Regions from separate parts of the Mus musculus genome. Here all the other regions are linked to region 1. The links are chromatin contacts, called in public HiChIP or PLAC-seq and promoter capture Hi-C maps. All regions are on one chromosome and are shown on one strand. The core of a region is the stretch at or near the end of the contact, and the rest is flanking DNA. Distances in the headings are between cores, read along the strand shown. Region 1 holds the start of Ufsp1 (UFM1-specific peptidase 1). Region 2 holds the start of Pom121 (nuclear pore membrane protein 121). Region 3 holds the start of Nsun5 (NOL1/NOP2/Sun domain family, member 5). Region 4 holds the start of Pdgfa (platelet derived growth factor, alpha). Region 5 holds the start of Tmem120a (transmembrane protein 120A). Region 6 has its middle 16 kb from the start of Hspb1. Region 7 holds the start of Styxl1 (serine/threonine/tyrosine interacting-like 1).

The links. Promoter capture Hi-C pulls out the DNA fragments that hold promoters and counts their contacts. HiChIP or PLAC-seq counts read pairs in DNA pulled down with a chosen protein or histone mark.
Region 2: a promoter capture Hi-C map of liver shows a contact between it and region 1, with 8 times the contacts expected there. The contact joins the promoter of Pom121 here to the promoter of Ufsp1 in region 1. A contact is called at or near these places in 4 of 39 promoter capture datasets (embryonic stem cells, liver and pre-B cells) and 1 of 115 datasets of contacts at active chromatin or transcription factors (microglia).
Region 3: a contact with region 1 is called in an H3K4me3 HiChIP or PLAC-seq map of embryonic forebrain, with 4 times the contacts expected there. The contact joins the promoter of Nsun5 here to the promoter of Ufsp1 in region 1. A contact is called at or near these places in 4 of 39 promoter capture datasets (the 3T3-L1 cell line, embryonic stem cells and liver), 2 of 115 datasets of contacts at active chromatin or transcription factors (astrocytes and embryonic forebrain) and 1 of 9 other capture datasets (liver).
Region 4: a FOXA1 HiChIP or PLAC-seq map of pancreatic cancer cells shows a contact between it and region 1. The contact joins the promoter of Pdgfa here to the promoter of Ufsp1 in region 1. A contact is called at or near these places in 1 of 39 promoter capture datasets (liver) and 1 of 115 datasets of contacts at active chromatin or transcription factors (pancreatic cancer cells).
Region 5: a contact with region 1 is called in a promoter capture Hi-C map of pre-B cells, with 2.8 times the contacts expected there. The contact joins the promoter of Tmem120a here to the promoter of Ufsp1 in region 1. A contact is called at or near these places in 2 of 39 promoter capture datasets (liver and pre-B cells).
Region 6: a promoter capture Hi-C map of hippocampal neurons shows a contact between it and region 1, with 2.5 times the contacts expected there. The contact joins the enhancer-like site here to the promoter of Ufsp1 in region 1. A contact is called at or near these places in 5 of 39 promoter capture datasets (hippocampal neurons, liver, neutrophils and 1 more) and 2 of 115 datasets of contacts at active chromatin or transcription factors (embryonic stem cells and pancreatic cancer cells).
Region 7: a contact with region 1 is called in a promoter capture Hi-C map of pre-B cells, with 2.8 times the contacts expected there. The contact joins the promoter of Styxl1 here to the promoter of Ufsp1 in region 1. A contact is called at or near these places in 2 of 39 promoter capture datasets (liver and pre-B cells), 1 of 115 datasets of contacts at active chromatin or transcription factors (pancreatic cancer cells) and 1 of 9 other capture datasets (liver).

Annotation. Positions count from the first base shown.
Region 1 is chr5:137,292,966-137,296,317 of GRCm38.p6, forward strand. It overlaps Ufsp1 (UFM1-specific peptidase 1), which reads left to right and starts at 1,704. Exons shown (of 1, transcript NM_027356.2): 1 at 1,704-2,699. The coding sequence starts at 1,825. The coding sequence ends at 2,478. It overlaps Ache (acetylcholinesterase), which reads left to right. Exons shown (of 5, transcript NM_009599.4): 4 at 203-372; 5 at 1,152-1,501. The coding sequence ends at 1,273. Srrt (serrate RNA effector molecule homolog (Arabidopsis)) reads right to left here. Exons shown (of 20, transcript NM_031405.2): 18 at 3,253-3,352; 19 at 3,022-3,148; 20 at 2,739-2,941. The coding sequence ends at 2,866. Mir8116 (microRNA 8116) reads left to right here and starts at 815; the gene lies at 815-911.
Region 2 is chr5:135,392,668-135,396,079 of GRCm38.p6, forward strand. Pom121 (nuclear pore membrane protein 121) reads right to left here and starts at 1,879. Exons shown (of 13, transcript NM_148932.2): 1 at 1,270-1,879. The coding sequence starts at 1,838.
Region 3 is chr5:135,368,373-135,371,534 of GRCm38.p6, forward strand. Nsun5 (NOL1/NOP2/Sun domain family, member 5) reads left to right here and starts at 1,581. Exons shown (of 10, transcript NM_145414.2): 1 at 1,581-1,704; 2 at 1,819-1,941; 3 at 2,869-3,043; 4 at 3,126-3,162. The coding sequence starts at 1,612.
Region 4 is chr5:138,993,187-138,996,665 of GRCm38.p6, forward strand. Pdgfa (platelet derived growth factor, alpha) reads right to left here and starts at 1,758. Exons shown (of 6, transcript NM_008808.4): 1 at 1,523-1,758; 2 at 102-198. The coding sequence starts at 1,585.
Region 5 is chr5:135,742,306-135,745,530 of GRCm38.p6, forward strand. Tmem120a (transmembrane protein 120A) reads right to left here and starts at 1,867. Exons shown (of 12, transcript NM_172541.2): 1 at 1,743-1,867; 2 at 1-94. The coding sequence starts at 1,823.
Region 6 is chr5:135,902,032-135,905,346 of GRCm38.p6, forward strand. No RefSeq gene overlaps it. Among named protein-coding and RNA genes, the nearest start is that of Hspb1, 16 kb to the left of the region's middle. Within about 2 kb of position 2,045, at least 250 of the 459 cell types and tissues checked have an H3K27ac peak or open chromatin away from gene starts, as enhancers often do. A contact at or near this core is called in embryonic stem cells, hippocampal neurons, liver and 1 more, where this site is marked.
Region 7 is chr5:135,776,655-135,779,831 of GRCm38.p6, forward strand. It overlaps Styxl1 (serine/threonine/tyrosine interacting-like 1), which reads right to left and starts at 1,731. Exons shown (of 9, transcript NM_029659.4): 1 at 1,597-1,731. It overlaps Mdh2 (malate dehydrogenase 2, NAD (mitochondrial)), which reads left to right and starts at 1,995. Exons shown (of 9, transcript NM_008617.2): 1 at 1,995-2,147. The coding sequence starts at 2,082. Gm30205 (a long non-coding RNA gene) reads left to right here. Exons shown (of 5, transcript XR_003955810.1): 5 at 1,268-1,330.

The sequences.
Region 1 (3,352 bases), core at 454-2,953:
TCTCTCTCTCACACACACACACACACACACACACACACACACACACACTCACACGGGGCGAGGGCGGGGGTGGGGGGCTGGCTGGAGTAGGGAGAAGAGAGTTGGGTGTTAAGAGTTGAAGAGGGTCCAGAGTCAGGAAAAGGATCCACGTCTTCATTCCTTATTCCTCTGGGCAGGCTGAGATTTCCCTTTCCTTCCTCAGGGACCCCAATGACCCTCGAGACTCCAAATCTCCACAGTGGCCACCGTACACCACTGCCGCGCAGCAATATGTGAGCCTGAACCTGAAGCCCTTAGAGGTGCGGCGGGGACTGCGCGCCCAGACCTGCGCCTTCTGGAATCGCTTTCTCCCCAAATTGCTCAGCGCCACCGGTAGGCGCATGGAGTGGGGGGAGCAGGGAATGCACAAGGCGGCAAGGGTTGGAAGGAGGGGAGAGAGATGGGGTGCAAAACACAGGGTGTAATCCCTCTCTTCTCCACCTCCCCAGCCACGGAGGCTCCTTGCACCTGCCCAAGCCCCGCCCATGGGGAGGCGGCCCCGAGGCCCGGGCCGGACTTAGCCCTGTCCCTCCTCTTCTTCCTTTTCCTCCTCCACTCCGGGCTTCCGTGGCTCTAACTGCAATCCTTTCCCCTTCTGGTCTCAAAGCACACTTACTCTAGTGTGTAGCTGAGAAGGGGCCCCTCTCAGGGATACAGAACCCCACTCCATTCTCAAGCCGAGACAAAATGGACAGACTCAGGGATCTTTGTTAAACAAAAATTCAAAAAACAGGATTTTTTTTTTTTTAATGTAAAAAATTATCCTTTGGAGCTTGAGCCTGGTGTTGAGGGGAGAAGGATCCGGGGCTAGTTGGCGTCAGCCAAAGGGCCTTATAATCGCCAACTATTTCTGTATCTTCTCTCTTTTCCCCACTAACCCATGAACCCTTCTCCCACTCTGATCCTGTCCCTCCCCTCCGTCTTCCGGTGATTTTTATCTCTTCCTCTCCTTCCTGTTCCACCTCTCCCTTCATTCTCCGGATCATCCACTGTTCTCTTTCCACCACCCCGCTCGGCCTCCGACAATGCGTGTGTGCCGGCGCACTCACGACCGGTCTCCACTACCCGACCTGTTCCGTTTCTCCCACTCTTGCGGGGTGCCCTGGCCGCAGATACTCTGGACGAGGCGGAGCGCCAGTGGAAGGCCGAGTTCCACCGCTGGAGCTCCTACATGGTGCACTGGAAGAACCAGTTCGACCACTATAGCAAGCAGGAGCGCTGCTCAGACCTGTGACCCCTTGGGGGACCCCAGGTCCTGCCGCCCTGCCCGAGCCCCTAGCTGTATATACACTATTTATTTAAGGGCTGGGATATAATACGACCGAGCCCCCAGGCCCTGTCCACTCCTCCCCGACTTCCTCCCACTAGGGGCTCCCCATCTTCTGCATGTCTTGGGCTAAGCTCCCCTCCCCGCGGTGCCTTCGCCCCTCTGGGCCGCCAATAAACTGTTACAGCCACCAGAGTCTGTGCAACACGCGGGAAGTTGGGGCGGGGATGAGGTCAGAGACGCTGGGAACAGAAGCCTCGGGATTGGTGAGCACTGAGGCACCCTGCCCGCAGCATCCGGCGGAAGCAAGCGCTGGGCCCGCCCCTAGGGGCGGAGCCTGCGACTGCGCAGCCAGGCTGGTTTGCCGGCGCCTTTTAGAAGGCTCCTTAATTCGTCTGCCTGTGGAATCATCTCTCCTGCCGCTAGCCTGCTTGCTGAGAGTTCTCCGGTTCTACGTGCCCACACTGCCCGTAGCTAGTCCCAGAAAACACCAGGAACCCGGAATTGGCCCTGCCTCGATGACAGCTGCTCTACCGAGCACCCTGGAGCTGCTGAAGGACGTGCACCTGGGCCTGCCTGTGCCCTGCCATGATCCCGCCCGACTGGCCCTCCTCTCAGGCCACTACCTTTACTATCACTATGGTTGCGATGGACTGGATGACCGTGGCTGGGGATGCGGCTACCGCACCCTGCAGACGCTGTGCTCCTGGCCAGGGGGCCAGTCCTCGGGCGTGCCTGGACTGCCAGCCTTGCAGGGAGCCCTAGAGGCCATGGGCGACAAGCCCCCCGGATTCCGGGGCTCCCGTAACTGGATCGGCTGTGTAGAGGCCAGTCTCTGCCTAGAACACTTCGGAGGACCTCAAGGGCGCCTATGCCACTTGCCCCGCGGAGTAGGGCTTAGGGGAGAAGAGGAGCGGCTTTATTCACACTTTACAACGGGTGGGGGCCCAGTAATGGTAGGAGGAGATGCAGATGCCCAGTCCAAGGCCCTGCTGGGGATCTGTGAGGGGCCAGGTTCAGAAGTCTATGTCTTGATACTGGACCCACACTACTGGGGCACTCCAAAAAACCGTTGTGAACTACAAGCTGCTGGATGGGTGGGCTGGCAAAAGGTAAAAAGCGTCTTTGATTCCAATTCCTTCTACAACTTGTGCTTCACCAGAAATCTCTGAATCACCACGCCCTACCTGCACCGTTGGGTAGATCCCAGAACTGAGACTAAACACAGCCACCTATTTACTTCGCACAGGCCCCCACCGCGATCAAGTTTGGGCCTGGCACAATGATACGGGCAGGTGAATCTGAGTTCAAAGCCAACTTGGTCTACACAGCAAGGCCAAGCTGGAATTAGAGATACTGTTCTGAAAAATAATAAATTGGCGTAATTCAGCTTACTATGGCCCAGCCTGTGTTTGGGAAGGGACATACAGCACACAGTTAACACACACTACCAAAGTGTTTTTACTAGCGGGTAAAATAACGTACAAAAAACTTTTCAGCTGATGGGATAAAGTGGTCACGGGTACTGATGTAGCAATGCAGGAGGGGACATGGATGGCTCAAAAGAAGTCAACATCATCCGGGGCATCCAGGTCCCGATACTCCACTATGGCCCTTGGGTCTCCTCGAACCATCCTGTGAGATAAAGGAAATGTGAACAGATGTCCCTATAGTCAGAGACGGGGAAAGGCAGCCTGGGCATCGTTCGTGCTCACCTGTTCCGAGGTTTCCCAGGATAACCGCCTTGGCCTCGAAAAGCATCATAGTTCCCACGGCCGGCACCATATGGAGCATGGGGGTATGGAGGCCCTCCTGTTGGGACTGCAGGGCGGACAGCACCAGCTATGACAAAGACCCAGGGTGAACTAAAAACTGACCTCAACCTCAGCCTAAGCTTTGTAGCCGCCTACAGACACCAAACCCCTGCACTGCCTTTCCACACTCACCTCCATAGCCCAAGATGGGAGGCCGGGGCTGACCATATGGCATCAAGCCCTGTGGCGTCTGATGTGGGTAGGGAAGTCCTGGGGTCAGGCCTGGGGGGAG
Region 2 (3,412 bases), core at 629-3,128, 1.9 Mb before region 1:
TGAGCCACCAAGTGGTTGCTGGGAATTGAACTCAGGACCTCTGGAAGAGCAAGCAGCCAGTGCTAGTAACCACTGTGTCATCTCTCCAGTCTGGAACCACAGTCTTAAAAGAACACCAAATTCAACTGACTGCAGAAACAAGAGGCATTAACACTTCTTTCAACCTCTTATTTTTCTGTTAGACAGTGCTGGTAGCAGAAACTAGGGGTGTGTGCATGCTGGACAAAGCACTCTATGACACTAACAGCTCAGACTTTAAATTTCTCTAAGCAGCAGAGAACGTAGCATTTTTTGGCACATTTCTCCCATTTCATCCAAAGGCAGAAAATATCAGTTGCTTAATGGCTGTCTCTACCACAGACTTCATCAAATTAAGAGGGAAACTGGAAACCTTGCCCACATGGGTACTTCAGAAGAAAAGCACATGCAGTTGGGATGTGTAGGAATAGTTTTTTTTTTTTTCCTTTCCCCCAACTAACCACCAATACACAGCAAAAACCAAACATTAACAGGTATTCACCACCTCAACTAAGCAGACTTATCAAGGCCAGTGAAACGTCTTGTGAAGGAGCTTGCTGCCAAGCTGGAGACCCAAGATCAACCTCAAATTCACGTGGAAAGAGAAAAAGGACTCCAGCAAGCTATCCTCTCATCTCCCTGTGAATATGCAATTTAAAAAGAAAAAAATGCTTTTATCCAGAATCCGGGTTGAGTGTAGTGGAGCACACCGGTAATCCCAGCATTTAGTAGGTGAAGGCAGGAGGGTCAGCAATCCAAAGTCACCCTCATGAGTTCAAGGGACAGCTCAGATACATGAGATCCTGTCTCCGGGGGGGGGGGGGGGGGGAACAAAAACCCAAAGGCTGGGGAATAGGTAGAGGGCAAGCTTGCCTGCTATGACTGAAGCTGTGGGTTCTATCCCAGCACAGCATACAACCTGGTGCAAACCTGTAATCCTATCAGTGAACTCGCTCAGAAGACGAGGCAGGAGGATGAGTTCAAGGACAGGCTCAGCCAAAGAACGGGGTTGAGATTAGACAGCCTATGCCATCAAATACCCTCTCTTAAAAAAAAAAAAAAAGAAAAAGAAAAAAAATAAAGAGAAAAGAGAGTAATGGGAAAAGGGAGGGAAGGGCGTAGAGATAAAAAGAAAGGGAAAAGGCAAAGAAAAGAAAAAGGGGAGGTGAGTTAAATCCGATTTACAGGTTGAGCCCTACGTCAAATCCGCGGCCGCAGAGACCCCACCCTGGGAAGATCGCCGGGGCTTACCGGTGGGGCGGCCTCCGGGAGGGTCGCAAAAGCGGGGTGGGGAGCGCGGGGTAGACGTGGTGGACTCGCTGGACCGCCGAGGCCGGAGGCGGGGAGCGTGCGGGTGGGCGGCGCCCCGGCCTCTCCCTTGGGTCCTGCCGGAGGGCAGGCTCGGGCGGGCCGGGCTTGCCCAGGTAGCTGCCCATGAGTAAGAGCTCAGCCGGGTCGGGGCCTCCCAGCGGGCTGCGGGGTTCGCAGAGGCTACCGTTGACTGGTGACTTGGCCGGAGGCGGTGAAGCGGTGAGAGCTGGCCGCGGGTGACGGCGCGCGTCGCGCACGAAGGACGACAGGGCCCTCGGGCCGCGGGGTTCTCGGCTCAGGCCCCACCAGGCCGCGCTCGCCCCCACGGCCAGCCAGGCCAGCGCGGCCGCCGCGGGCACCAGGTAGAGCGCGAGGCCGAGCAGCGCTAGGCCGAGGGCCGCAGCACCCGCCGGTCCTCCGTAGCCGCGGGCCCGGCTCCGGCCTTCCCGTCCGCCCAACGGGGGCCGCCGCCGCTCGCCTCCGTCAGCCGCCGCAGCCGCCGGAGACATCGCGGCTCCGCGCCGCGGAGCGGACTTAAATATCCCAGGGTACACCGCGCCGCGCGCCGCCGCCGACGTCACTGTCGTCGACGCGGCGCGCCGGGTGGAAAGGGGAAACCGCCGCCGCGTGCGGAGCACGGCGCGAGAGCCCTAGTTTGAAAAATTACAGCTTAGGTAGGCGGATCGGTGCACGCCTTGCCTCTCAGAACGCGGGAGGCGGAGGCAAGAGGAGTTCCGTGAGTTTGAGTCCAGCCTGGTTCACAAAGACAGTTCCAGCGCGACATGGAGACATAAAGCCTGTCTCAAAACAGCAAAACTTAAAAAAAAAAAAAAAGAAAGAAAGAAAAGAAGAAAAGTACAGCCCGGTTTTTGACGCTGGAGGTTTCCCTGACGCTCCTGGACTGCAGAGGAGTGATGTTAGAAATCAAGGCACAGAACGGAGATGGGTGGCACGCGCCTGTAATCCCGGCATTTGGGAGGTGAAGGCAGGAGGATCCCGAGTTCTAAGTCAACCTGGGCTACTTAGTGAGACCCTCCCCGTCTAAAACAAAATAAAACCCGATCAGTCAGACCCTGTATTGGAAAAGGCCAATCAGGCCCTGTGTGGAGGCTCACTGTTTATCGCAGCGAGGTCAGTTCCAGGCCTGCTGGAGCAACACAGTGAGACCCTGTCTCAAAATAATTTTTTAAAATGTGTGTTTTGCTTGAATGTATGCTGGGATTACATTCACACCATCACATCTTACACTTGCGTGGAGGTTGAGGGTCAACGGCAAGTGTCTTTCAATCTCCTTTTTTTCTTTTCTTTGTTGTTGTTTCTCGAGACAGGGTTTCTCTGTATAGACCTGGCTGTCCTGGAACTCACTCTGTAGACCAGGCTGGCCTGGAACTCAGAAATCCACCTGCCTCTGCCTCCCAAGTGCTGGGATTAAAGGCGTGCACCACCACCGCCCAGCAAGTCTTTCTCAATTACACTGCACATTATTCTTTGACACAGGGTCTCTCACTAAACCCAGAGCTCACCAACCTGGCTAGGCTGGCTGGCCAAAAAGACCCAAAATCTTTTTGTGCCTACCTCAGTGCTTGGGATTACAGGGGCTCCTACTGTGCTCAAGCAAGCTTGCTCAGCAAGCCCTGTACCAATGGAACCATCTTCCCAGTCCATATTTCCCCCCTTTCCATCCTTCCCTCCGTTCCTCCTTTTGTTTGTTTCTTCTTTTTTTGAGGATGATAGACTGAGAGCTATTCCTCCACAATCAAGAGTAAGATAAGACTAGACTTGGGGAGGGAAGGCTAGATGGATGAGGGAGAAGCGGGGAGAGGCAGGGATTAGAGTTTAGAGACGATGCATATTGTTAATAAAACTAGCTGAACTGGTAAATGACAGTGAGTACAGTGGGCACTGGTGATAGTTAAGAAACAGGGTGGTCCTGCTCAGTGCCATTCTTAGTTTCTGAGGTGTAATCCAGTAGGGGTTTGTTGTGTATCGGCCACTAGAGGGCAGTCCCAGGCTTATCCATTAAAGCACAAACACACACAGCCTTATCTGTCCACCTTGGTTTTATGCAGTGGTTCTCAACCTT
Region 3 (3,162 bases), core at 331-2,830, 1.9 Mb before region 1:
CACGTGGGGACAGCGAGAGTGAAAGGAGAGGAGACTTGGGTAGTGACTAGCAGTCCTCTTCAACACTGCTGCTGTACCTGGCAAGCCGCATAAGTGGCAGCCGATGACGCAAGCTGTTGCTAAGTTGCTATTGAGCAGAGCCTAGCAGAATTGTCTGTAAGCCAACAGTCAGAAACTATGGAATCCCTTGGAGGTGGCATTACAAAAGGTTTTGATTGCCTAACATGTCTGGGAACAGTATGTGCTCTTAAGGTCTGAGCCACCTTTCTTAGGCCCAACTACCATTATTTTGATTGTCTCATGTAGTCCAGGCTGGTGTGAATTGGCTAGCCAAAGATGACCTCAAATCAATCTTTCTTCCTTTCCTTCCTTCTTTTCTTAAAAGATGTGAGAAGAGGGCATCAGATCCCCTTATAGATGGTTGTGAACCACCATGTGGTTCCTGGGAATTGAACTCAGGACCTTTGGAAAAGCAGACAGTGCTCTTAACCAGTGAGCCATCAGGAGCGTACCATCATGCCCGGTTTATACAGTGGAAGGATTGGAACCAAAGGCTTTCTGCCTGTTAGGCAAGCCCTCTATATAGATTGAGTCCCATCATTGGTCCTCCTCATCAATGTTGAGAATTGATCCCAGGGCTTTGCACATGCTAGGCAAGTGCTCTACTCCGAGGGACAATGTCTGTCGGCCCTATTAAACACCCACTTTTTTTTTTTTTTTAAACAATCTACTTTTTCCAGCGCTAGGGTCCCAGAGAGCCACATTTACTAGATGGGTGTTCAACAACTCCAAGCACACCAGTGGATTCTAGGCAGGTGCTCTACCACTGAGCCACGCCCCCAGCCCCTCCCTGGGGGATTCTAGGCAGGGACTCTACCACTGAGCCACGCCCCAGCCCCTCCCTGGGGGATTCTAGGCAGGGGCTCTACCACTGAGCCACATCCCAACCTCTCAGTGGAGGCATCAAGGCACGTGCTTTATTACTGAACCTTTCATCCGGTCACAGGGAGAGGCTGACACAGGACTGCTAGGAGAGTCTGCGTAGCCTTCTGAGTTCCAAAGTCTTAAAAAAAAAATTAAAAACTACAAAATAGCCTGGCGTGGTTGTGCACGCCTTTAATAAAAGCACTTGGGAGGCAGAGGCAGGCGGATTTCTGAGTTCGAGGCCAGCCTGGTCTCTACAGAGACAGCCAGGGGATACACAGAGAAACCCTGTCTCAAAAAAACAACAAAAACAAACAAACAAACAAAAAAAAAACCAATCCACAACAACAAACTACAAAATAGCTACACTGAATTCTAAAAAGAAAGTAGACTTTTTTCATTCTACATACAGGACCTCATTATGTAGCTCTGGCTGTCCTGTAACTACTTAGACCTAGCTGACCTTAAACTCGCAAAGATCCTTCTGCCTCTGTTTCCCGCGCGCTAGGATTAAAGGCGTGAGCCAGCCCGCTCGGATTTAGAGCCTAAGATTAATTTTTGGACGCTGAAAACGGAAAGCAGCGAACCCTTTGACTCCGGAAATCCGGTTGTACAAATTGTTGCGGCGGCCGTAAAGCCAGCCCGAGTTTTGCGACAGTGTCGTAGAGCGCTTGAGGCGGGGAGAGCATGGGGCTGTACGCGGCCGCCGCGGCGGTGCTGGCCGGCGTGGAAAGCCGCCAGGGCTCCCTCAAGGGGTTGGTGTATTCCAGCAACTTCCAGGTAGTGAGGCCGGGGGCTGGCAAGCCGGGCTGGGGAGCGGGGCTTGTCCGGGCGGGAGGGCGAGGCGAGGCGAGGCCCGCGTGGGGTGCAGCGGGTGTCCCCTGTGTCGCACAGAACCTGAAGCAGTTGTACGCTCTGGTGTGCGAGACGCAGCGCTACTCGGCCGTGCTGGACGCTGTCATCGCCAGTGCTGGGCTCCTTCGCGCCGAGAAGAAGCTGAGACCGCACCTTGCCAAGGTGAGCGGCGGCCAGAGGCTGTTACCCGTGCGTGGCTCTCACACTTCTTTCTGGGGTCCCAGTTGAGCTGGGTCAGATGTGACTCCCCTTGGAGCATTGCAGGAAGGGCTAAGTAGGACGAAGGTGCAAACTAGTAGTGGCTGAGGCTACCTACCGGACAGGGTGATGATGGCAAGGTCGGTCGGGGTCCAGAGCTCTGCTGGCGACCTGGGGGGTGGGGTAGGGTGGGGAGGGGGAGCTTCAGGCATGGGGCAGGACACGGGGTTTGCAGATGGCATTTGCTCTCGTCTCTTTACCCGCCTGCCTGGATGCCTGTCTTTTTGTAATGCTGGGAGATTGAACCCAGAGTCTCCAACAAGCCATAGAAGAGTTCTCCCACTGAGTCACACCCACAACACCTCATTGGACAGCATCACTAGACAGATGCTCTATTTTTGAGCAGTACCCCCAGCCCCTCACTGGGGGATTCTAGGCAGGTGCTTATTGCTGAGCTGCAATCCCTATTTCTTCTCTGGTGGATACTAAGCAAGCTTCCTACCCTACTGCTGAGCCACCGCCTCCGTTGCCTCCTCTTCCTTCTCCCCCTTTCGTCCTCTTCGGTCTTTAGAGACAGGCTTTCTCTGTGTCACCCAGGCTGTTCTGGAACTCACTCTGTAGATCAGGCTGACCTCGAACTTACAGAGAACCGCTTGTCTCTGCCTCTTGAGTGCTGGGATTAAAGGCACCATTACCCAGTTAGCTTGTAGTTTTCTTGCTTATGCATCTGATGTTGCTGGCATTATGGACATTTGCCCTAACATCATGCCATTAATTTCTTTTGTGATCTTGGGCAAGAGAACTCTATTGACATGACCATCTGGACAGGTACCTACTTCTCCCACTGGAGGGTTTTATGGTGTTAATAGTTTTGTGTTTTTTCCTGTCCAGGTGCTAGTGTATGAATTATTGCTGGGGAAGGGGTTTCGAGGGGGTGGAGGCCGATGGAAGGCTCTGCTGGGCCGGCACCAGGCAAGGCTCAAGGCTGAGCTGGCCCGACTCAAGGTTCATCGGGGTGTGAGCCGAAATGAGGACCTGTTGCAAGAGAGCTCCAGACCTGGCCAAGGTGACTTGGAGGCTGAGGGGCGGGAGGGGAGTGACCCTCAGAAGGCTCACCTCCCTCCCCACTTGACCACTGTGACTTCTAGCCTACCAGGTACCACGGTTCGTGCGTGTGAACACGCT
Region 4 (3,479 bases), core at 508-3,007, 1.7 Mb after region 1:
CCGGCCCGGCGGAGCGCGCAGGGTACGGTTCCTCGCGCAGCCGGCCCGCCCCGCCGCCCGCGCCCTCCTCTCAGCCAGGGCAGGGCAGGGGCGCGATTTACCTACGGAGTCTATCTCCAAGAGTCGCTGGAGGTCCCGGATGCTGTGGATCTGACTTCGAGCCAGCCGCTCGATCAACTCCCGGGGTATCTCGGCTTCCTGCAAGCAGACCACACCGTCAGGACGCGCCCAAGGGTTCCAGCCCAGCCCCAGGGGCCACACAGCCCGGCCGGACCCTCGTTAGGCCCTAGAGCCAGAGGATCGGCTGGGGCTAGATGGGACCCCCTAAATCCTCCACACTGTTCCTATCTGTCTGACCTTGATAAAAATACCCCAACAATGCCTTGACATGTTCAGACAAAAATCACCCGCGCTCTGGCCTCCCCAGGGTGTCTGGGGGCAGCCAGGGGCCCGAAGAGTTTCTGGTTTAATAGCTAAATCCACATGTAGAAACAGAGAGGGTCGAAATGCGTCACGCATCCACGACTGGAGTCACAGCAGCCTCAACACTTTAATCTAGCCGAAGGGTTCAATTTCACTCCGGGAATCCTGAGCTGAGCCCGCAGGGGAGAGGGTCTTCCCTCTCCCCCCACCCCACCCCCTACAAGCACGCGCGCCGGGTCGCCCCACCCGGCTCAGGCCCAGTCACGGCCCTAGCGCCGACTAGGACGCCCAAATCCATCGGGGCTTAGAGAGGCTGCAGGGAACGCAAGGGGTTAAATATCCACCTCGCGCCTCTCCGGTCCCTGCCCAGACCACCCCCACCGTTCAGCCTCCCCCACTCTCCGTCCCGGTTTTTAAAAGGGAGTCAGGGTCGCTGGAGGACTCAACCACGAAGTTCCCACGACAGGGGCTGTGGAAAGTCATTCATCACGGCAAAGCTCCCGGGGAATGGGGGTGGGGGGGAGGGTGGCGGTGGGAGGGCGCGGGCGCCTGGCCCGGCCCCAGCTGCCTCGTTCAGCCACCTGTAAGCAGGCCTGGGCGGGCGGAGACTGCTCCAGCCCTGCGTCGGACTGGGTTTGGGGACCGAGAACTGGGGACTGCGGCTGGGCGCTGCCCACCCTTCCCAGTCCCAGGCTACGGCCGCACCCTCCTCTACCTGCTTACTGCCCGCCCTAGTCCCCTCCCAGAGCACGGTCAGTTTACACACACCCCCTTTCCCGCTTCCCGCACCCCGTTACTGCATTGTCCGCTGCGTTTGGGCTGCCCCTTCTGGAAAGGCACCCACAGCCCCCCGAAGTTTCTACCCACGGGTTCACCTCGCGGCTCCCCCGTCCCCCTCCAAGGCGGAGCGACGCAACGCGCTGGAAACTCACCAGACACACTTGGGCATGGCAGAAAATAGAACCCAGTTGGGATTAAAAAAAAAATTACACCACCCTGACAAAACCAAAATGCTCTTTGCAGAGCTTGAAACAGGTAGCCGAGAGGGGCGTGCGCCGAGGGAGCCGAGAGGGGACAGAGGCGCGGGGGTGGCACCCACCTCGGCCAGGGCATGGGCGAGGTATCCGCAGCCGAGGAGCAGCAGGCAAGCCCAGGTCCTCATCGCGTCCCGAGGCGCTGGAAGCTCGGCAGGGAGGCGAGGCCGCGGGGCGGGCGCTCCAGCCGGGCTCCTGTGGCGGCGAAATTCAGTACCATCCCTCAGGGAGCGCGGCCCGGAGGAGGGTGGCGCGGAGAGCAGGGAGCCTGCGGAGCGCGCTCGGCGCGAGCAGCGAGTGCAAAGCCAGCGAGGAGGAGGAGGAGGAACAGAGTCGCTCCGGGAGCCTCCTGGGCCGCCGGGTAGGGGGTGGGGACGGAAGGGGCGGAGGGCGGGGGCTGGGCTTCTTCCTTGGTGCGTTCCCCGTGCTGGCCGCCGCCGCGCTCGCTCCCCGTCGCTGGCTTTAGGAGCGACCCGGCCGGTAAATCCGCATATTTGCTGCCGTCAGCCCCGGGAGGGGACCGCGGAGCGTGGCTGCAGCTCCCGCCGCACCACCGATCACCTGTCTGGACTCTCGGCCCGGTACCAGCTACCGCCTCGCCTCTCCCTGAGGGCTCCGGGCAGTCCGGAGAGCCTGTCCCCGGGCCTTCCTCTCGCCGCTGCCGCCCCGGGCCGGGCACGGCGCGGCCCAGCACGGCGCGGCCCGGCGGCCTGCGTGCGCCCCTCCGCGGCGCGCCCTCGGCTACGGCGCGGCGCTCCGCCCTCCGCCCGCCGGGGCCGGGCAGCTCCCGCGGCCGCGCCGCCTGGCAGCAGCCTACCCGCCCGGGGCCTCGCTACGCCGCCCGCGCGGGCCGGAGGGCGGGCGGAGGGCCGAGCTGGCGCCGCTGCCGCCGCAGCAGCAGCCGCGGGAAGACCAGAGGAGGAGGTGGAGAAGAAGGCGCAGGCAGGCCGGGCTCCAGGAGTTGAGCGGGCTCCGCAGGACGCGCGTGTGGAGCCGGCCGGCGACAGGGAGGGGGTTATAGCGCCGCCACCGCGCCCCTCCCCCTCCCCCGCCCCCCGCCTCCCCCGGATTCCGGGCCCGGGACCCGCACCTCGGAAGCGCTCAGGGGTCTCGCGGGCCAGATCGGGCCCGGCCGCCACCGCCACTGCAGTGGCCACACACGCGCTCACGCAGGCAGCTACATCCATCCAAGCTCGGCGCCCGCGGCTCGGAGCCCACAGGCGCCCGGGCTCCCGGAGCGCCCCTCCCTCGAGCTTGCCCACCCTTCAGTGCCAGCTGCAATCCTGCGGCACCGGGCGGGGAGGGGAGGAGGCCGCTGCAGAAGCACGGCCGTCTCTGGCTCGCCTCTCTCTCGGGCCCCAGCGGCAGTAAAGGGCAGCGCCCAGAGCTGCTGCGCCAAAAAGGGCATGAGAGTCGGCTTGGCCCCCGCCCGGCGCTCGGGCCGCTTCCCACTGTAAGGATCCAGTGCTCCAGCCTTCCCCTCTCCATAAAAGGAGGGGGAGTGAGTCTTTGCGGAGAGGCGGGGCGGGTTTAGGGGCGCGTCTAGGGCACTCACCTGACGGCTGCCACGCGCCCGCGCCCCAGAGCCAAAGCCTGGGACACCTGATTGAGGAACTTGCACTCTTGTGTGGAGGTGGAAGCGAGGCTAGGGTCGGGGAGGAGGCTGCCTCCTGCCTCATCGCCACCTTGACACCCTGCACCCTCCAGATCCTTAGCCCCTGGCCGAAGGCCTAGCCGAACCCTGAATGGGGAGCTGGAGGGATAGAAGGAAAGATAGAAAAGAAGCGGCTGGTGAGGAACTCCTGGGTTCTACCTTGGGATCCAAGGCAGCGCAGAGCGCCACCTCCGGCCAAGGCACAGTACAGACGGGTGGCGGGGAAGGCACATGCGGACAGAAGTCTGATCAGGGCTGGACGGTTCTCCCATTGAGAGAGATGGATTCCTGGTGGGATGTGACCCGACGGCAAGGCCAGTCCTGTCAGCTCCTTAACTCGGGTTAGAGGATTGTGGACCTTTCAAATC
Region 5 (3,225 bases), core at 617-3,116, 1.6 Mb before region 1:
GGAGCCGCTTCTTCTGCCGTGTGATGGAGTTTGTACAGTTGGCCTGGAGTTTGGTCAGCTCCTCTAGCTTGAGGCGATACAGGCGATGTGTTTCCTAGCATGAGGAGAAGGCGGTGGCTTCACTGGGGAGCTGCCCCGGCAGGGAACTGGCTCTCTCAGAGGTCGAACTTTCTGTGCTTGCCCAGGGACCTCCCAGAGACTGCTCCACTCCTGAAGCAAGCCAGGAGCTAGGCTTCTTCCTGTAATCTCAGACCCTCCGTGGTACATGTCCTCAACAACAGGTCAGTTGTCCCCAGCTCGGGTGGGCGTCTGAATTCTAAGTGGACTCTAGCCCAGTGGTTCTCGACCTTCCTAACACTGCAACCCTTTAATACAGTCCTCATGCTGTGCTGACCCACCCAACCACAAAATTGTTTTCATTGCTATTTCCTATCTGTAATTCTGCTATTTAGGTGATCCCTGTGAAAAGGTAATCCAATCTCCCTGAAGGGGTGGTGACCCACAGGCTGAGAACTGCTGCTCTCAAAGGGGCTGCCTAAACTCACCCCTTCCTTTCTCAGATCCTCCTACCTACCCAGCCTGAAAGAATGGAAATCAGGGATAGCCATGCTGCCTTCTACCCTGGCATTCCTGACGTTTCATCTCAGGTTAAAGGTCGTCAGGCTTCCCGCCCTAAGGCCAGTCCCTCCCATCCACTCCCCTCCTGCAAGCACCTTTGGTCCAAAGCTTCCCCAAGTACTTTGCCCTGGTGGGTGAGCCTTGCAAGTTGCAGCCTAAACGAAGGGCAAGGGGCAGTGTGGGGAAATCAAGGCAGGGGCTGAGGTCATCGTGGTGATGGCAAAACTGGGAGACATGGAGCTGTGTAGGTCTCTAGGGAGAGTTCTAGTGCCAGCGTTCTGGGGAAACCTGGACACATGAGGCTAGGCAACAGTCCAATAGAGGCAAAGGTCTAACCTAGTCTCCTATTGGCCAGGCTCCACTATTTAGGTCTGTTTCTCATGCCAAAATAAGCTGCCGCATCCTCCTCAAACTCTAGCATGTGCCACCTCTGCCCAGTGACAGCCTTCCAGGAAGCATTGGTTTCCTTCTCTCTGGTATGGAGACAGAGTGGCCACAAACAACACCATCCTGGGATGGGAGGTTTTCCAGTGGTCGCTCTACCAATCCAGGAGGTCCTGGTACAGTCTGCCCCGCCCACCTCTCCCTACAAGAAAGAGCCACATGTACTGGGCCTCTTCTTGTCCCTAGGTGGGCGCTGTCCCTCCGTCTCAGATGGCTGAGATTTCCCCAACCAGGCCCGAATTTTACCTAAACTTGCTTCCCTGCGGCGTTCAGCAGAGTTAGCCAAGGGCGGGGAAGGCGTTGTCCGGCTGCAAGTTTGCAGGGTAATTGACCCAAAAGGCTGGGCCCCGTTGGGTTCTGCCTCGGGTGACTGCTCTTTAGGAAGGGGACTGGGTCCCAGATCGGGTAGCAGTGCAGGGGGAGGGGCAACAGAAGAGTCCTGATCAGTTTTCAAGGCCTTTGCACAAAGTCGAGATATCCCGGCACAGAGGGATCCCGCCCAGGCACGCCGGGGACGCGCGGGCAATCCGGGCTCCCATCAGACATTTAAGAAGAAAAGTAGGGGAGAGTCTCGACCCCTGACCCCTCCGAGCTGCCTTATGTGTGACCTAGTACTGCCTGACCCTTGTCCCCGAGACAGAGACGTGGCTCGGGGCTTGGATGGCCGCAGGGACGCTCACCTGGATACCTTGGAAGTCCTGCTGCAGATCCTCCCAGTTGCGCAGGCAGTCGCCCAGCGGGTCCGGGGGCGGGGACTGCATGTCTTTGTCCACGCCACTGGCCGCGGAGAGCCGCGAGTGGGGAGGACGGAGCTGCAACCCCGGCCGGCCGGAGAAGCCTCCGCCACCGCCCCCGTCCGCTTCCGGGCTCGCGCCGCCGTGACTGCCAACGGGAAAAGGCCCGGCGTAATCTGCGCGTGAGCCCCGCCCCTAGGAGCAGCCAATCAGAGCCAGGGACGAGAGCTGGGCGGGGACATGGGCCCGCAGGGCGTCTCCTCGAATTGAGACCAGAGCTGGGCGGCCAGCATTTTTACCCGAGAAGTCTGCTTCCTCGGACCACTCACAAACCAAGGAGACACGTGCTTCTAACACTTTGAAATTTTTAGATAGTGTCTCACTATGTAGCTCAGCCTGGTCTGGAACCAAGAAATACCCCTGCCTCTGACTCGCCGCGTGCAGAGATTAGAAGCGTGAGCCACCTCATACTCTTCATACACTTTTGTCCTTGAGAAGCTGCGCCTCTCTAGGGACAGCCTTCGTCTCTCAGCTTTTACAGATACTCCTTTCCTGGCCCTGAGTCCTCCAAGCTCTCCTCCGTCCTTAACTTTTAGGCTGCCTCTCCTAAACTTCCTACCGTGTCACTTCCGAAGCCTTACCAGTGCGGTTCAAGTTACAGACTCGGTACAGAACTTGCCCAGCATGCTGGAAGCTCAGAGGGCAATTCACCCAAGCACCACACAAAACATCAGATGCAGTGCGGGGCAGTAGTTAAAGGCAGCGCACGCCTTTAATCCCAGTACTTGGAAGGCATAGGCAGGTGGATCTCTGAGTTCGAGGCCAGCCTGGTCTACAGAGTGAGTTCCAGGACAGCCAAGGCTACACATAGAAACCCTGGCGGGGGGATGGGGGTGGGGTGGGGGGTGGGCCGGGGGGGATCAGATGCAGAGGCGCATGCCAGTGATGCAAACATTTGGAAGGTGCAGACGGAAGAATCAGAAGTTCCTGGTCACCCTCGCCAAGGACACGCACTCACTCTACCTACCACCCACATCACACCCTACATTCTTCATCAGTCCCCTTGTAAGCGCCTCCACCCGGACTTGTTCTGAGTCTGAGGAAGAGCTTTTGGGACTTGTGGCCCATGAGGGGGCGCAGCAGGTAAGAGTGCCTGTGGCCAAGTCTGGTGACTTCAGTTTGATCCCAGGACCCACGTTGTGAAAATAGAGAATCGGTTTCAGCAACGTGTTCTCTGACGTCCACACAGGTACCATGGCACGCCTAGACATCTAGAATAAAGCTGGAGAGAAGCTCGGCTTACGAGCACTGGCTGCTCTTACAGAGGACCTGGCTTCAATGCCTAGGTCTACATAGTAGTTCACAACCATCTGTCACTCCAGTCCCTGGCGATCCAATACCCATCTCTGGCCTTCACTGGTACCAGGCC
Region 6 (3,315 bases), core at 795-3,294, 1.4 Mb before region 1:
TTCCTGTATCATTTTTTGTGGTGCTGGAGATTGAACCCAGGGCTTTGAGCCCTGTGTGTGTGCTGCAACTGAGCCAATTCCTTAGAGCAGCAGCAGGAAGCCAGTGAGTATCAAGTAATTGTTTGGTTCTATGTCGTTAGCCTTAGTCATGAAAGGTAAGCTTGCTACCACAAAACTGCACCCCAGTTCCTCCCTGGGGGATTCTAGGCAGGGGCTCTACCACTGAGCCACGCCCCCAGCCCCTCCCTGGGGGGATTCTAGGCAGGGGCTCTACAACTAAGCCATGCCCCCAGCCCCTCACTGGGGGATTCTAAGCAAGAGGTCTACTTTTTACTGAGGTAATTTAATCTCCCCTTTCCCTACCCAATTTATTTTGAGACAGGAGTTCATTGACTTAAACTTGCCATCCTCCTGTCTCAGCACCTCCATATACCAATCTCACCCCTGTATCCGGGAATTACAAACCTGAGCCATGAGTTATAGTTTGCTCTCTCTCTCTCTCTCTCTCTCTCTCTCTCTCTCTCTCTCTCTCTCTGTGTGTGTGTGTGTGTGTGTGTGTGTGTGTGTGTTTGGTTGGTTTGATTTTTTGAGATTTCTCTGTGTAGCCCTCCACCGACACTCTTTGTGAGGTAGGTAGGCTAAATGGTATGCCCTGCATACTTAGGACACAGTGAAATGTGAATTCAAACCCTGATTTTTCTTCCCTCATACAAGATGAGGCATGGCTGAATGACAGAAAACTGATCTTTGAGCCAATGAGATGGCATCGTGGAGAAAGGAGCCCGTGCCAAGTCTGTTGAGAGACCTGAATTTAATATCTGAGGTCCACATGGTGGAAGGAGAGAACTCACTCACACATGTAAACACACACAATTCCTCCAATCCTCCTACTACTACTATGTAGCTGTCTATCTGGCTGTCCTGGAATTTGGTATGCAGACCATGCTGTCCTCGAACTCACTGTCATAAGACTGCCACTGCCTTCTGAGTGCTGGGATAAATGGCGTGCACCTCCACACCTAGCCTCATCTCCCTAATTCATGGTTAGAAAATGACAAGGGAGGAGCCGACACTCTTTTCTTCTTCTGACCTTGTTGCAAGCTGATTCCTAATTGGCCACCATTAATTTGAAATCGTAAATATCTGACCAGAGCTGGCTGGGGCCTTGAATACTACAGAGAGAAGAAACTGGCTTCTAGGTCCCCCGGACTATCATAGCCTATCATAGCCCACTACCAAAGGGCCAGCGTGTGAGGGGATGAAACTTGGCATATTGGTCATTCACCTTTGGGCTCTCCCAGAGTATGTGGACTGGAGCACAAAGATGCTGAGCCCCGGTTCCCCAGTTAAGGACACAGGAGAAATGTAGATAGATTTCTTGGGATCGGTTCGGGAAGATAATATGGAGATTAGGGACTGCAGCAAGCTTAGAGGTCAGAGAGTGGGTCACTGTTTCTATAGCAACCCTGAGGGCGAGGACCACCTGGAGCTTGATGCACCACCCTCTAAAGGAGGTTTTTACGCCCTAAAAGGCCAAAGCAGATTATTCGGTAAGGACTACAAAGGAGGAGACAAAGCGGAGTGAAGAGGACCCGGAAGCCATGATAAGCTCCGCATTAGCACTGCGGCGGGCTCGGCAGGCGAATTCCAAAGGAGGGATGCGAGACCCAGCAACAGGCCGGCCATTGGCACGGAGGCGAGATGCTGGCTTGTGATTGGCTCTTGCCACGCTCGGGCTAGAAGGCAATCTCCGTGCTGGGTGGGGCGGGGCTGAGCCGCAGCCCTGCCTAGCTTACAGCCGGGTACCTGGGCAGTCCGCAATGGCCAGAGGTAGGAGAGTGGTCACTCTTAGATGCCTGGCTCTTATGGGCACACGCAGGCAGCACAATCCTTCGTTTCAAGCCCAGGTGTTTGGGAAGGGGAACATGCAGAAACTCGGGAATGGAGATCTCAGATGGGCTGGCCTCGAGGTCGCTACTGTCATCAGGGTCTGGGCTCAAGGCTGGAAGCAAATACCCGCACTAACGGGGACAGCTGCAGAACCGGCAGTACCCACCAGGGGGAGGCAGAGGACGTCGGTGCTGGAGTCATTGAGGGTTTGGGGAAAATAGATCCCAGAAGGGAAGATTCCTGAATCCCAATCCCAGTTACCCCAACTCCAGGATCTTGTATTAACGCTCTACCTTCCTTGGCCTTTTTTCTTTCTTTCCTTTTTTGTTTCTTTTAGACAAGGTCTAACTGTATGACTCTGGCTTCAAACTCACAACATTGCTCCTAGCCGTCTTTGGAGTTCTATACTCACAGGGCCTGACAAAACTTTGAGACCCGGTCATATGCAGCCCAAGCTAGTCTGAAATGTATGGAAGTAGGCCTTGAACCCCAGAAATGTGTCTTCGTTTTGCACCTCATCTTCTCAGCATCCTCCCCCGCTTTTAACTTTGCTTTCCTTTCTTTCTGAGACTGGTTTCATGCAATCCAAGCTAGTCTTGAACATTACCTTGCAACTTTAAAAAAGATTTTGTGTGGGTGTGTTGTGTACACAGGCATATGCAGAGGCCTGAAGAGGGTGTTGGGGTATCCTCTACTGCTTACTGCCTCTTCCGGAGCCAGGCTCTTTTCCTGAACCTGGGATGTGAATTTCCTCAGGTAGGCTGGAAGGCAGCAAGCATCAGTTGTTGACGGTCCTTTGGAGCACAGGTCGCCTGGCTTGCCAGGGTGCTGGGTCCTGGTAAAAGCACGGCACACTCTTCCCAACCTAGCCTCGGCTCCAGCTCTCAATCTAGAACTCAGCCTCCAGCCTCTGAGAGTGCTAGGAATATCAGGTGTACCCCACTTCAGCAGGTGTGCCCCCACATGCACCCTGGTGGTCTTGATGTGCATGGAGTTTGTGGGTTGTTTTTGTTGTTTTTTTTTGTTTGTTTGTTTTGTGACAGGGTTTCTCTGTGTAGCCCTGTCCTGGAACTCGCTCTGTAGACCAGGCTGGCCTTGAACTCACAGATCTACCTGCTTCTGCTTCCCAAATGTTGAAACTAAAGGTGTGCACCACCACACCTGGCTCGATTTCATGTATGATAAGCAAACACTTTACCAATTTGATTGAGCTCCCTCCCAGGGCCTGTTATCCTTACCCAGCTTCATTTTGTCTTGAAACGTCTAAGAGGGGGATCCAGTCCGTGACCACGGCTTAGTCTCTGTCCAATGCCCTTATTCCCAGCACTTGGAAGGGAAAGGCATTCTGACTTCCAGACTAGAAATAAAACCTTGCGTTTTTTGTTTTGTTTTTTAAGTCAATGCACCACATATACCAATGATATG
Region 7 (3,177 bases), core at 481-2,980, 1.5 Mb before region 1:
TGTCTCCTCCTTTCCCTTGCCTCTCCATACTTGGCACTATTGAAGAATCAGCAGCATGGGCCCTGGAGATTGCACTCAGGCTTGGCAGCCCGCTTCTCTGCCCACTGAACCATTACCAGCTCAGACAAGAGGCACTTCCCTCCTCCAGGGCTCCCACTAAGACCCACCCAGTCTTCTGGCAGGTCTGTTTAAGTGGCTCATCCTCTGGAAGGTTCTTTTAACATGACCTCCGTTCCAAGCCCATTTCCCCAGGTTCGCATATCACTTCTCCAAATGTTGCTCAGATGCCCACTAGATTCTGCTCCCCAAAGGCCAGGCAAGAACCGGGGGAGGCATATCCGATTCCAGACGGGGCTGGTAGTACACTTTATCCATCCAGCAAAGAGGTAGAGGCCAGGGAAGAGAGTCGGCCAGCCATCGCCAGCTCTCGTGTGTGGCTATGCTCTTTGGTTCTCGTTTGTTACCACCAGCAGCCTTGCTTTCTCTGTCACTGTCCCCAACCAGACTGAGTCACTGAACTTGCTACCATCCTGCTTCAGCCTCCAGGTCCCTGGGAATACAGGCCTGCTCAAGGACAGCTAGGACACTGAACTTATACTTTATTGCTGGAGAACTTCACATTCATGCCAAGTGTTTTTGAACAAATCCAACCAGTTCCCTCCCTTCCAGTTCCTTCTCTAACCCCCTCCCCAACTTTTTGTTTGCATGGTTGTTATTTTGTTTTTTGGTTTTTTTTTTAACAGAGTTTCATGTTGGCCTCAAACTCACATCAATCCTTCTGCTGCAGCCTCCGGAATATTTTTTATGTGTGTAGCATGCGTTCGAATGTATGTAGGTGCATATATGTGCACGTCTGTATGTGTATGGGTCCTTACTTTTACATTTTTATCATTTTAAATGTTTATTTCTGTGTCTCCGTGGGTACCTGCACACGAATGCCTGCGGCAATGGCTATGCCTGAAGCTAGAGTTTCAGGGGGTTGTGGGCCACCTGCTAGCGTCTCAGGATCGAAGCTCTGCAAGAGCAGCAAGTGCTCTTAACCAGAGTCATCCCTCCAGCTCTGATCCTGAACTTTAGAATAGTTATTATTTTTTTAATCGTGTGTTGTGCGGATTTTAGTAAGAAAGGAAGGAAAAGAAGGGGGGAGCAGGAAAAGCAAGAAGAAGAGTTGCAGAACCGTGCTCCCTGCACTGCTGGAGAGTTTGAGGGGTAGAGACAAGCCCAAAGCCTGAGGCACGGTCACCAAACGTTTCTTCCTCCGTCCCAGACCTAGGATCGCGGTCCTGCACATCGCCTGGTGCCATGACAACGCGAGTACTCGCTCCTCCGAGCGGGTTGTGTGAGAAGCCTGGAACCTCAACAAGGCTCTGTGTAACTTGTCGGAAGGGCGGCTCTGGAGGAAACAGGTGGGGAGATGCTGCCCACCCCGCCCCGGGACGCCCCGGGACCCCAGCCGGCCTCTTCCAGGGGGCAGGAAAGTTGGGCCTGGCTGAGGTCAGGAGCTCCGGGGCCGCCTGACCTGCTGCGCGACTTCTGTCAGGCTCCCCGGCAGGACGTCCGACCGGAGCCCCACCTGGGATAACGGGTACTTCTAACCTAGAGCCTGTCCTCCGGGCGAGCGCTCCAAGAGTCCTTCTAGTACCGGGTTGCTAGGGGCGGTCCCAAGATTCCGCCTAATCCTGGTGACCGTCTGTCCTAGCGCTAGGTCCCGGAAGTGGGCAAAGCTAACGGTGGGGAGGGGCGGGGCAAGGGGCGGGGTAGGAGGCGGGGGAAGGAACGGCCTGATAAAGTGAAGCCGGGCCTCTCTCGCGAGATCTCGGAAGTGGCCGGAGCCCAGAGATGACTTCTTTGGAGCCGGAGAGAATCGTGACGTCAGGCCTCGCTCGCCGGGTCTAGGGCGTGCTAGACAAGGAACCACACGGCCGAGCCTGTCTCGCGAGATTTGGCTCAAGCTTCTTGCGCTTCTCTCGCGAGATCAGGTGGCTCTGGACCGGGCGGCCACTGCGCAGAGTGGAGGTCGTTGGAGTCACTCGTCTTCTTGTAGCTCCTGCCAGTAGCTCCGTGTCCCGCCCGCCCTAGCCATGCTGTCCGCTCTCGCCCGTCCTGCCGGCGCCGCTCTCCGCCGCAGCTTCAGCACTTCGGCCCAGGTACAAGGGGCTGCCTGCCTAGGAAGGAACTCCGGGGGCGGCACACGCGTCCCCGGAGCTCGGCGTTTCTTAACCATCCAAGGCTCACTCTGGACGTCTGGGCCGCCCGGCTCACATCCCGACCAACATGGAAGGGGGACAGAGTCAGTCCAGGTTTCCTCCATAGTCTGCGCTCCACGTAGGTGCAGAAGCCGAGGCTCGCGGTCCGGATGCGAGTTGCATTATATGCAACTTTGCATTGCTTCGACTTAACTGATTTTCTCCTTGAAGCCTCCATGGATGTGAGGCACCAGGAGAGAAATAACGCGGACGTTAACTTCGTAGTGCCGGGGGCTCCGAGGGTGGAGAACGGATCAGGGTCACAGTAGTTTGGGAGATTCGATTGAAATTAGCACAGTCAGTGGCCTTCCCGCCCAGGGATTGCTTGCTTTATGTCCGTTTATGTGGACCAGGCTGGCCTCGAACTCACGGAGTCCAGTCTCTGCCTCAGTACCGGCATTAAAGATGTGCATCAAGCATCGTTTTTCAGAGTGTGTGTGGTGTCATGTGCACATGATTGTACAGAGGCCAGAGAAGGACATCGGTGTCTTGGCCATCACACACTAGACCAGCGAGCGGTTCTCAACCTTGGGATCGAATGACCCTTTCACAGGGGTCCCGTAGCAAATGTTTACATTACGACTCATAACCGTAACAGAATTTCAGTTACGAAGTAGCAATTTTATTTTTAAAAGTAATTTTATGGTTGAAGGGTTCACCTCAACATGAGGAACTGTATTAAAGGGTTGCAGCATTAGGAAGCTTAAGAACCCCTGTTGTAGACTTTATTTATTTATTTATTTATTTATTTATGAGAGTGAGAAGGCCTTTGATGAACCTGCCAGGCAGGGGAACCGGGCTTTGAACTCAGGTCCTTATGCACTTACCCACTGAACCATCTCCTCCACTGGATCTCTTTTGAATTATTCTTGGAGGATCATCCTTGCTTTGGGTAGACTTGGCCTAGGACAGTTACAGCTAAGCTATTTAT